2 separate regions of the Anas platyrhynchos genome follow, and region 2 is linked to region 1. A link is a contact called in public Hi-C data. All regions are on one chromosome and are shown on one strand. The core of a region is the stretch at or near the end of the contact, and the rest is flanking DNA. Distances in the headings are between cores, read along the strand shown.

Region 1 (5,528 bases), core at 1,037-3,536:
CAGCCTGCAAGGGTAAAAATTAGGAGGGGCAGTTACTATGCATGCAGTATTTTTTGCTTAGCTCTCTAATGATTTATCAGCCTGGCGTTGTTCAGTCCTTGGAGTATAACATAGCTAAAGCAGTATCAACATACCAGGGACGTGTGTAGATTTTCTAATAGCTTCAGAAGATGCCTTTTAAAAAAAAAACTTGTGATATTTTTTTTCTTGATATCTCTCCTGATGTAGACTAGAAGTAGCATAGTGTGCCAGGACCTGTGAGTCCTGCCACCTCCCCTTCCTTCTCTGCAAATTGTGTGGTTTTGGGTTGCAGTCATTCCTGGAAGCAAACACTCCTGGGCCCTTCCAGTTTCTCCTGCCTATTTGCCCACTTCCTTCCCTTCTCCCCTGCATCACGTCGAACCAGTTGTGTGGTCAGTGACTTGGCTGAGACTGAGTTGATGGACTCAAGTGTCGTCGTTTTTATTGTTGTGGGGTTTTTTTGTTGTTGTTTTTCTCCTTTTGGAGCATGTAGGGGCAGAGCAATTGAAATCTATCTGTAGATGAGAAAGTGGGGCAGAGAATGGATGGGAATGGTAGTCCTTGTGGCAGCCTGCCATTAGATATGATTAGATGCTACATGAAACAGCTGGAGAATTCAGCCTGCACTTCTTCCTGGCTGCTACCCAAAGTTGATAGAATATAGAAGTTTATTCTATATTGAGAGAATGCTGGCTATACAGAGAATGCTTTTAAACGTGTAGTGAAAGCACAAGTGCTCTTCAACTTACAGTGAAAAGGCATGGATATTGCAACGCAGAAAAAAATGCTGCATAGAGAACAGCATTTCTGTTAATTATATAAGCATTTTAGACCCCAAAAAAATCAGGATAACAGACATTTTTTAGACTATTGTGGTTCTGTTAGCTTGTTTGAACTCTGTTTCAAAAACAATTCTAGTTTCAGTAATAGCTATAATACTATCTATTTTGGACTTGAAATAAAACTTACGTTTTAAGGGAAAAAATCAGTTTCTGCTAAAAAGGCAACTTTTCCTTGTGAAAAAGGATGGATGGGGGTGATGTGTCATGCACTTGAGTACAAGTTACAGTGCAGTTTTAGGTGAAAGAGTCAATGTGTGTTATGTTACATTGTGAAATCATGAACGCCATGTGCTATTTTTACTGCTTTTACAGTGAATTGGATCATCATGTTTTCTGTCATAACAGAAAGCTGAGACTATCAGCAGGATTTGAATCAATAAAATATGGGCCACTATTTTGATAATCTTACTGTTTTCTTTTTTCTCTTCTGTGTTTTGTTGAAAAGCATGGGAGGCACAATACCACCTGCTCCAGCCAGCACCTCCACAGATGAGACAAGTAAGGTGAGGTATAAAGAATTTTGTAACTGCAAGATAACTTTTGTAGAGTCCAAATGTTATTGGGTATGAAGAGAGAAACAAAAATTACCATCAAACTTCACTCAAATAGTGTGGGTGAATACACTGGGGTGAATAATTTTGACAGTTCAGTCTGAAGCCTACCCATTGGGTGTCATAGACAGTGATTTGTTACAGATGGCTTTCCAGTTTGTTTCAATTGTTACCATGCTCCATTTCCTTCATCCTGAATGCCTGATGTTCTCAGCAATGCAAATGGCAAACACTCGAGTTTCTATTTTTTTAATGTTCTCATGGTCTGTTTATAGACCATTTCTGCTGTCATTAGTGGCTCAAATTATAATCTCTGCATGACAAGAAGTACTGCAAGCACAATAAGTAATGAAGTGAACGGTTAAATTGTCAACTTTTTATGACAGCATTGTGGAAGAGGTGGGTGTGGGTTGTTTGTTTCTTATTGTTTTAAGGGAGACAATAAATTAGTCTTATAGATGTGTATAGCGGGATTTTTCCAAGCTTGAAATTATTCTTGGAAAAAGCAGAAGAGATTTTATTTTGCATTTAACAAGACAGTGGTTGCTTGCAATACTGGCTGACTAGAACTCTGGGGCAATTGTGTGTAAGTAGTGAGTATAGTCTGCGACATTGAACGGGAAGGCAAACAGCTTGTGTCTGTGACAATGGAGGGTGTGCTAAGTGGTGGGGTTCGGAGGAAAGTAGAAGTAATTAAAAGTTGATAGGAAAACATGGGAAATTATTCTAAGTATGTATAAGTAGCAAAGATCTCTGACCTTGACAGATAAAGAAATATTTTAGTCATTGATGCTAGCTTATCCTTCCTTGTGAAGGACCCTAGCTTAATAGTACTAGATGGAGAGAATTTTTCATCCAGAGAATGCGTCGGGGAGGGCAGGAAGATTGCAGTGGCTAGCTAGTATTCGTTGCAACACTGGTTCTAAAGTATGTATTATCTGGATCATTGTGTTTGGTCATTGAATTATACAGTTTGAAGGACAGGCTTTACCAATAATATAAGTTCATGAGTAAAGATTTGGGTTCTGAATTATTTGTGTGTGTGTGTGACAGACTTAATCTCAGAGGAGGAAAAAAGGAAAGGAGAATTGTCTTAAAAATAACTGTTCAGCTGCAGAGCAGTCATATGCTTTGCAGATTCATTTTGTATTTTCTGATGCATTGCTCTTTATTAGATTGGGAGTAGCATATCAGTCAGAAATAGTGTGCGCTTACAAATACATTTCTCTTTCAGGGCAAAGCAGAAGAACAGCCAGAGGAGCCAGTTAAATCTCCTGAGCCAGAAAGTGAAGAGAGTGACTTAGGTGTGGAAAATAGATGGCATATCACAGTTAAAATGTGAGTCTAGAAATCTCTGTTTGTGGATGGAGTCTGAAGTTGCTTTTTGCTTTTCCCTCAGAAATTGACAATGAAGGAGTGATTGAACCAGATAATGATGCCCCTCAAGAAATGGGAGATGAAAACGTGGAGGTAAGCACAATACCTTCAATGGCTCTGGCAGTAGGAAAGGAGAGAGGTTTTGAATTTAGTCGAGAATAGCAGCTGAGGGGGAAATTTGGACTACATAGCTAGGTACCCATCTGCAGTTCTGGATCTCTTTGACCTGAATGGAACACTTGCTGGTTTAAAACAACAATCTTTTCTTTGTCAAGAGTAGTCCACCAAAAAGTTGAGTGAGGAAAAATAAGGTCAGAAAACAAAAACAACAACAGCAAAAATATTAAAATGCACACGAAAACTAGATCTGTAGAAATCTAACGCAATTCAACTACCAAAAGGTATTTGAACTCTCTCCTGAGTGCTGTTTGGCTGAGTTGAACACTCAAGAGAGCCTTTTGCAGCTAAAATAACAGTGACTAGTGTCTCCAAAATGAAAGCAAAAAAGATCATAGTTTTAGTACTTTGATTTAAACCTAAATTAAACAAAGGATTCTAGAGACAGAAAACTGCAGCTGCCGCCTTTGGTGCTGTCTTTGGTGGTCCTTCTGGCCTGGGCTCTAGCGTTTGGGTTTTGTCTGTGTGTGTGTGTCATTTTGTTTGCTTATTTTCTTAGGTAACGGAAGAGATGATGGATCAAGCTAATGAAAAGAAGATGGAAGCTATCAACGCTCTAAGTGAAGGTAATATTTTTTAGTTGTTTTCTAGTATATATTAAAGGGCATAATATTTGGTGCCAAAAAAGAAACAAACATGAAGTATCTTGGACCTTCTTGGATATCCAAAACTAGCTAGCATATAAAGGCTTTTTAAAGAACTGTCTTCCCCATGTGGCTATCGCTGGGGGAAGTACTGCAGCATCTTAATTATAAACTGACTGTTACAGTACTTCCCTACGTACTGTGATTAGTGTCTCTAGTGGTTTGTCTTAATGCAGTGAAAAGCTGTGTGCTTCCTACGTGATTGCATATGAAGTCAACTGGACAAATTTAACTTGGAAAAGTTCCCCTCCCCAACCCTCCAGGGCTCCTTTTGGAGTTTATACGTCAATAATGTTGCAAATTGGATTTTCTTTTGTTGATCATCTTCCATTTAAGATAAGGCAGGCTTGGCAACTTGGATGAAATCATTTCCTAATGATGGAAACTTTACTGGTACTCATTTTCAGGTGAACTTCAGAAGGCTGTCGACTTGTTCACAGATGCTATCAAGCTGAATCCTTGTTTGGCCATCTTGTATGCCAAGAGGGCAAGGTGAGTCATCAGAAACTAGTGATTTATGTTTCTGCCTGTTACTCCCTTAAAGAGCTTAAATTACGCTGGCAAGATCTGCGTAAATTTAAAAGGAGAGGGAAGGGAAAGAAAAGTACACTTTGTACATTTTCTCCTGTGTGTGATTAATGGGATTTGTGGAAGCAGCCATCTAAAGGGCCTTGATAGTAGATCAAATAACAAAATTCTGTACTAAAATACATTGTGGTAGTTTATGCCTTGTTGTGTGTTGAATTAGAATAATGTTGGATCACAAATGCCTGAAACATTTGAAGTTTCTTCTAGGATTATGTCCTGTCTAGTTAAAAAGTTAAATGGATTAGGTAAATTCCCTCCCTGTTGTGCCTGCTAACTGTATTTCTTGACAGAAAGAAGCAGATTTCTTTCTGTTCAGCGCTCCTATGTTTGAGCAGAATGTACCTAATATTCAACATCAGCCTTATTTCAAATTACATTTACCAGACTGCAGATAATGAGTTAATGAGGGCATAATGTCAAATTTGATTTGTCCTTGTCTATGATGCACCAACGTTTATCTTCCTAAATCTTGTGGAAGGCCAGGAATGTGCGTGTTAGAGAAACACGAGTTCCCATGGATTTTTTTTCCTTTACTTTTTGCACAAAAACAAGTCACTAAGCATGGATGAGTTGATAGTTCAGTAGATCATCTTTATAGTAAGAAAGTTCATTCTGTTCAATTTTGATGACTTCCACGTGATTGCTCAGTGTCTTTTAGTTCTTTTGTTCTACTACACCTCACTGGTAAATGGCTGCTTCTTTTGTACGTGCTATATCCTAGTTTTTGTGTGTACACTGTTTGTGTACCTCAGTACTCTAGTTTTTGGTATTGTTGTGATCATAGTTAACATTTTAAAAACCTCTTATGGTGCAGTATCTTCTCAGGGCTGGGATTTTTTAGCAATGAGAAGTGTAAGCATCAGGAGAAGTTTAAAATTGACCTCCATTTCCTCTTTTACAGACATGAATAAACAGTATACTAGGTTATTGTAAAACTTAAAGTGTAACAGCTGTGAGTAGTGAAGTGCTGTGAGTAATCCACCTGTCACTGGTGGACTCAGGTTTTGTTTTTTGTTGCTTAAGGGTTTGTTTCTTTGTTTTTGTTTTGTGTTTATCAATATTCTAAGACCGCCAGCAGCATTGGAGCATCTCTCATTGGTGAGGTGTAGGTTTGGGATAGTTCCTTGAGATGTCCATGTGTTTGTTACTAGGAGAATGTGTGAATTTATTCTTGTTTTATAACAAGCTTTAATGATGAAGTTACAGGCACTCTGTAATTGCTGACACCTTTTTTTTCTCCTCTGAGTAAATGTAAAAGGGCAGATGTTCTTACTTGGAGTATCTTGACTACTGAATACTCGGCCAATTCAGGAATGTTTTCCAGTGTT
Region 2 (4,994 bases), core at 1,034-3,533, 180 kb after region 1:
ACTGTCGTCCAGCGTTCGCTCGAACCACTGCACAGAAGCTGTTTGGAGGGGATCCATGATCAGAGTCATCAGGTGTCGAGCCAGGCTGCAGCACCGTTCTGAACGCATCGGGTTCCTCTTGTAAGGCATTGCACTTGAACCTGTGAAAGGAGAGAGAGTGGTGGAAATAGCACGCTCAGGAAGGTGCAGGGCCTCCTCCAGATAAGAGAAGTGCGTCAGGAATCAAATTTTGACTAAAGCCTCAGAACATGATGGTTTTCTAAATGCAGTAAAGAAAATGACAACATCGCACTTCTTCAGATTGATCAGAAACATCCAAATGTGGGGGGAAAAAAAAAGTGAGAAGACATTTTGCCATTCTGCAAAACAGCGTACGTACTACCACAGAACAGGAACAAATGGACGTTATTTCTAGTGCAGCATTTAGCACCATCTCTCTAAGCTACCCATGGCAACACTAGCAGTGTTCACGACCCCTGTAACGCTCTTCTTCCAAGTCAGATACACTGCTTCCTTCTGCTTCATGTTGAAATGTACTTTAAAACCAATCACGTAATGCAGAATGGTTCAAGTAACAGACAGGGCTACGGCCTGAACTGCTGACTCAATCCTATGCAACTATTTAGGGTGCCTGGGCTCCAAGGTCTAAAACTTGACATTCCCTCCTCCCCTTTTACCAACATCAGAGTCATGTCACTGGCATTTTTCTGGCAAGTGTCCAGTCCAGTTTTATTGTTCCAAACTTGTCTGTTTACAAACACCAAAATGCTGAGTCAACCAGGAAACCTACAGCTCTAGTTAAGTTCTTAAGGAATGGAAAACAACGTGTTCTCCTCAGACCCAGGGCATCTTCTGCAGTGAATGCAGAATACATAACTGCTTCTGCTCTCCCTCAACCCAGGAAGTGCATGAATACAAATATTAAAATTAAATTCATTACTTAATATCCAGAAACCTTTACCTCACACCCCAGTTAATTTAAAGCAACTTCTGCCAGTCACATTTCTAAGCTTGCTTAAATTGCTGCACCAGCATAAGTCAAAGGGTCCATATGCCAGTCCCAGAAATGGCTATAGTCCCTTACCAATCTGGTCCTTCTCAAAAGGCTCCTCTATCTCCTTCAGGTTGGCCAAAAGACGAATGTCGGTACAAATCTAGAAAAAAAGCCCAAGAAATTAACAAACAGAACCAAACCAACACTCACCAGTATATCTCCTGTCAGCGTTTGTGAAGAATCATTTACAATGGTGTCCAAGAAGACAACTGAGGAGGCAGTGAAAATTTGAGAAAAAAATTGACACTACAACCACAGCTCCTGGCCTATAAATCCCACAGTCAAGAAAGCATAATTAAAAGAGGGTGTCCACTGTATTAGAATACAACAGGACTCCAAGAAGGGCAAAGCTTTTCAGGGAATGTTAAAAGATACCAGGAGGGAACACTGAAAAACCATAACAAAAGTACAGCGGCTTGCAAATACAGATAACGTGTGCTCACTGAACCAGCCAGCTTACAAAACTGAAACAGAAAAACATACCACAGATCACTTTAGCCCAAGAGAAAGAGGTGGGAGGAAAGAGAGATAAATCAATGAAAAGAATCCACAGTGTAAGGAATGTTTCAGCGATTCGTGGCAATAGAGGGCTTGAAGGGTAAACCTGGAGTCTCTGGTATCTGGGGGGGTTCAGAATAACTGCTAACTATTGTGACTAGTGCGTGGGACACTAAGCAAGTCTCTGACACCCGGCCAAGATGGACAAAAGCGAAGGACAAGGAAAAAAGCCTGGGAGGAAGATTATGAGCCTTCAGCACGTGAGACCCCCAGAGGGACCACCAGAGAGTGATATGCCTGCGCCAGTGGGAGGGTTTGGGTTTCGGGAACTAATTATAATAACCCTGCCTTTTCTAGAAGTAGTGATGAATATGTATTAGCCTAGGAGCATAAAAACCAGCTGCCTGATGTAACGTGTGTGTGTGTGTTGGAGGAGCCCAGACTCCCTGCGCACCCACCAGTAAATCTTATAAAGCTAAACTGACCCGGAATTTATAACAATTTGGTGACCCTGACGTGATCCTCTTGGTCCCGAGGCTGCGAACGCCTAAGGGAGGCGTCCCCCACCCTTGTTTCGTTGTGGCCCTTTTCCAAGGGCAGTAGGGAGCCCAGCTGGATTACGAACAGAAGAGGCAAGTGAGGAACAAAGAGCTCTCCCCTCCTCTGGTTTACAGCCGTAACTCTGTGCACGAAGATCCGAACGAAGATTTATCGTTTGGTGAGTACGCCGCTGGGTCTGGCCGTGTGATGGTGTGTCGGGGTGTGATTGAGATGGGACTCAGTTCTGAAGCATGTGGAGGCCTTCTGACTGAAGTGTTTGTTCCAGGTATTCGTGGGTGAGATAACACTCACCAGACACCTTTAGATACAGGCACAGCCAGGAGTTTCTGAACTTTTTTTTGTATAAAAAGAAGTTCCAGGAATGGGTCAGGGACAAAGCAGATCCTCAGACTCGGGAGGTTCGAGGAGGGGCCTCTGGTTTAAAAAGGGGGAAAAATTACCAGATATTCTACCAGATAGTCCCTTAGGGCTAATGTTAAGATATTGGGATAATTTTAGAAGCACTAAACATAAGGATAAGGCAAGAAGGATTTGATTTTGTATGGTTAAATGGCCAAAAGAACCCTTAAGACCCCACGTATCCTGGCTGATGTTTGGGTCCATGGAGGACTGGGTTTATCAGGCATTGAATATTCACGTGAATAGCAGAACACCTGTGGATCTGGAAGAGAGCAAGTGTGCTGCAGCCTGGTTAAGACTAACAGAATCACCCACCACTTGTATATTTAATTTAATTGCATAAAAGGAGGATGAAGAAGATAAGGAGTGGGAGCCCCTTGATAATTTGCCTCCTCCATATAACCCACCTTCCCCAACTGCACCGACCCCCTAACCCAACCCCACCTGCCCAAAGGACAAGGAGGCAACAGAGAAACAGGGAAAGGGAGCAGGAAGGGGCTGAGGAGCAGAGGGGTTTATACCCATTGCTGGGGGTACCCTGGGGAGGTAACCAGGGAGGAACAGGCTTGTGACTGTGCCCCTCAATACATCAGATGTGAGAAATTTTTAAAAAGAAATGGGTAGTTTATTGAATGATCCTTGAGGGGCCACAGAGAGATTAGATCAATTCCTGGGACCTAAGACGTATAGGTGGGAAGAAACGCAGTCGATTTTGGGGATCCTCTTCACCACAGAGGAAAGGGGGACGATTAGACAAGTGGGAATGAGAATATGGGAACGACAAAATCAAGCTGGACTGCCCAGGGATACAAAATGGCCAAACGTGGACCCTAACTGGGACCACCAAACGGCAGCAGGGCAACAGGACATGAGAGATCTTAGAGCTATAATAAATCAAGGCATCAAGGAGGCAATACCAAGGGGACAGAATATTAATAAAGCTTTTAACGAACACCAAAAAAAGAGAGGAGTGGCTAGGAAGGTTAAGAAAAAGCCTCCTAGTGTACTCTGGCCTGGATCCAGATTCACCCGTGGGGGGGTGCTACTGAAAACTCTGTGGCAAAATCATGGGAGGACATACGAAAAAAGATAGAGAAACTGGATAACTGGCAAGACAGGGGCTTGGAGGAATTGTTATGAGAGGCTCAAAACATCTTTGTGAGGCGTGATGAAGAAAGACAGAAAGCCAAAGCAAAAATCTTTGTGGCTGCTGTCAGAGAAATCCAAAAAGGAGGAAAAAAAAAATAACATAAGAACCTTTTTTTTAAACCCATATAAAACTGTGATTAGCTTTCCAGGAGCTGGATCACCCCGAAAGCCTGAACGGTACCACAGGCCCACATCAACCCTGAGACCGGGCCCAGCCCCTCGAGTGAAGGCTCTTCCCACACCCTCAAGACTGGACGGCGCAGAAGGATAAGCAATGCTATACATCCTGGTATTATTTTTACAGGGGCAACTGAGCCATGGGCAAGAACGGAGGAATAACTTTTTCATTCTGGGGGAGGAAGTGGCCAAGGCCTTTAACCTGAGTAACTGCTGGGTTTGTGGAGGACCGGGGTGGGATGAAAGTTGGCCCTGGGTAGCTGGCCCGGTCGAACCCAAGTGGTGGGTTAGTAATTTGAGTGAAGTTCATAATGGGACACAGTTTTGGAAAGAGGAAGGAGGCCCGTGGCAATTGCACTCGTCAGATCGGGGTATGTACTGCCTAAACAGAACAGGAACGGTAGCGGTAGGAAAAAGCACTTGTAATTGGACACTGTCTCCCGGATATGATTGTGCTGATCCTGAATGTAGACCCATAAACTGTACAGCACGTAGTGGGCAATGGAACACCACACATGTCCAGCTGAGAAACGGGACTTGGCTGAAATGCTCATATAGGGAGTTTTTTGGATCTGGATGTGAAACCACAGAAAGAGCACAAGCTGAGGGACAATTTGACAGTCAGATCTTGAGCTGTCAGCATGATAACACCACTAGGGAACAGCACGTGGTAAGGGTCTACCGCTGGAGGTGGCAAGATGAGAATGGGAGACGAGTGTTCTTTAAGCATTTCTGGTCAGCTCATAATATGACAGGCCACCAAGGAAAACTTGATTGTAATTGTAAGTGGGAATCCGATGCGGGAGCTTGGAGGTGTACATATACAAGTAAAAAGGGGGCAGACGTTGTAACAGGACCACTCGGTGACAAGAACACTCTGTATTTTCACGCTCCAAAGAATAAAGAAGGATGGGATGGTCCTTTTCCAAATGGGACGTGGGCCCTAAAGGGACATTACTGGGTGTGTGGCAAATATGCCTACAAGAGGCTACCCAAAAACTGGTCAGGAATATGCTATGTGGGGTACATAAGACCCTTGTTCTTTCTATTGTCACAAATACAAGGAAATCATTTACAAGTAACATTATATGATGATGTGAATAGAGAGATACGATCTACTGATGCTTCCTTAGCCGGGGGTAGTGCCCAAAAATGG

The links. Hi-C and Micro-C count contacts between places; a contact is called where the count stands out from the background.
Region 2: a Hi-C map of skeletal muscle shows a contact between it and region 1, with 3 times the contacts expected there. The contact joins two enhancer-like sites. A contact is called at or near these places in 2 of 8 Hi-C or Micro-C datasets (skeletal muscle and subcutaneous adipose tissue).

The regions. Positions count from the first base shown.
Region 1 is chr1:53,174,810-53,180,337 of IASCAAS_PekinDuck_T2T, forward strand. It overlaps ST13 (ST13 Hsp70 interacting protein), which reads left to right. Exons shown (of 12, transcript XM_038173504.2): 2 at 1,309-1,366; 3 at 2,649-2,718; 4 at 2,814-2,884; 5 at 3,468-3,534; 6 at 4,020-4,104. Among named protein-coding and RNA genes, the nearest start is that of ST13, 5.0 kb to the left of the region's middle. Within about 2 kb of position 2,287, at least 1 of the 8 cell types and tissues checked has an H3K27ac peak or open chromatin away from gene starts, as enhancers often do.
Region 2 is chr1:53,355,533-53,360,526 of IASCAAS_PekinDuck_T2T, forward strand. It overlaps ADSL (adenylosuccinate lyase), which reads right to left. Exons shown (of 13, transcript NM_001310389.1): 8 at 1,085-1,154; 9 at 1-140. It also overlaps LOC106020099. Among named protein-coding and RNA genes, the nearest start is that of SGSM3, 9.1 kb to the left of the region's middle. Within about 2 kb of position 2,284, at least 5 of the 8 cell types and tissues checked have an H3K27ac peak or open chromatin away from gene starts, as enhancers often do.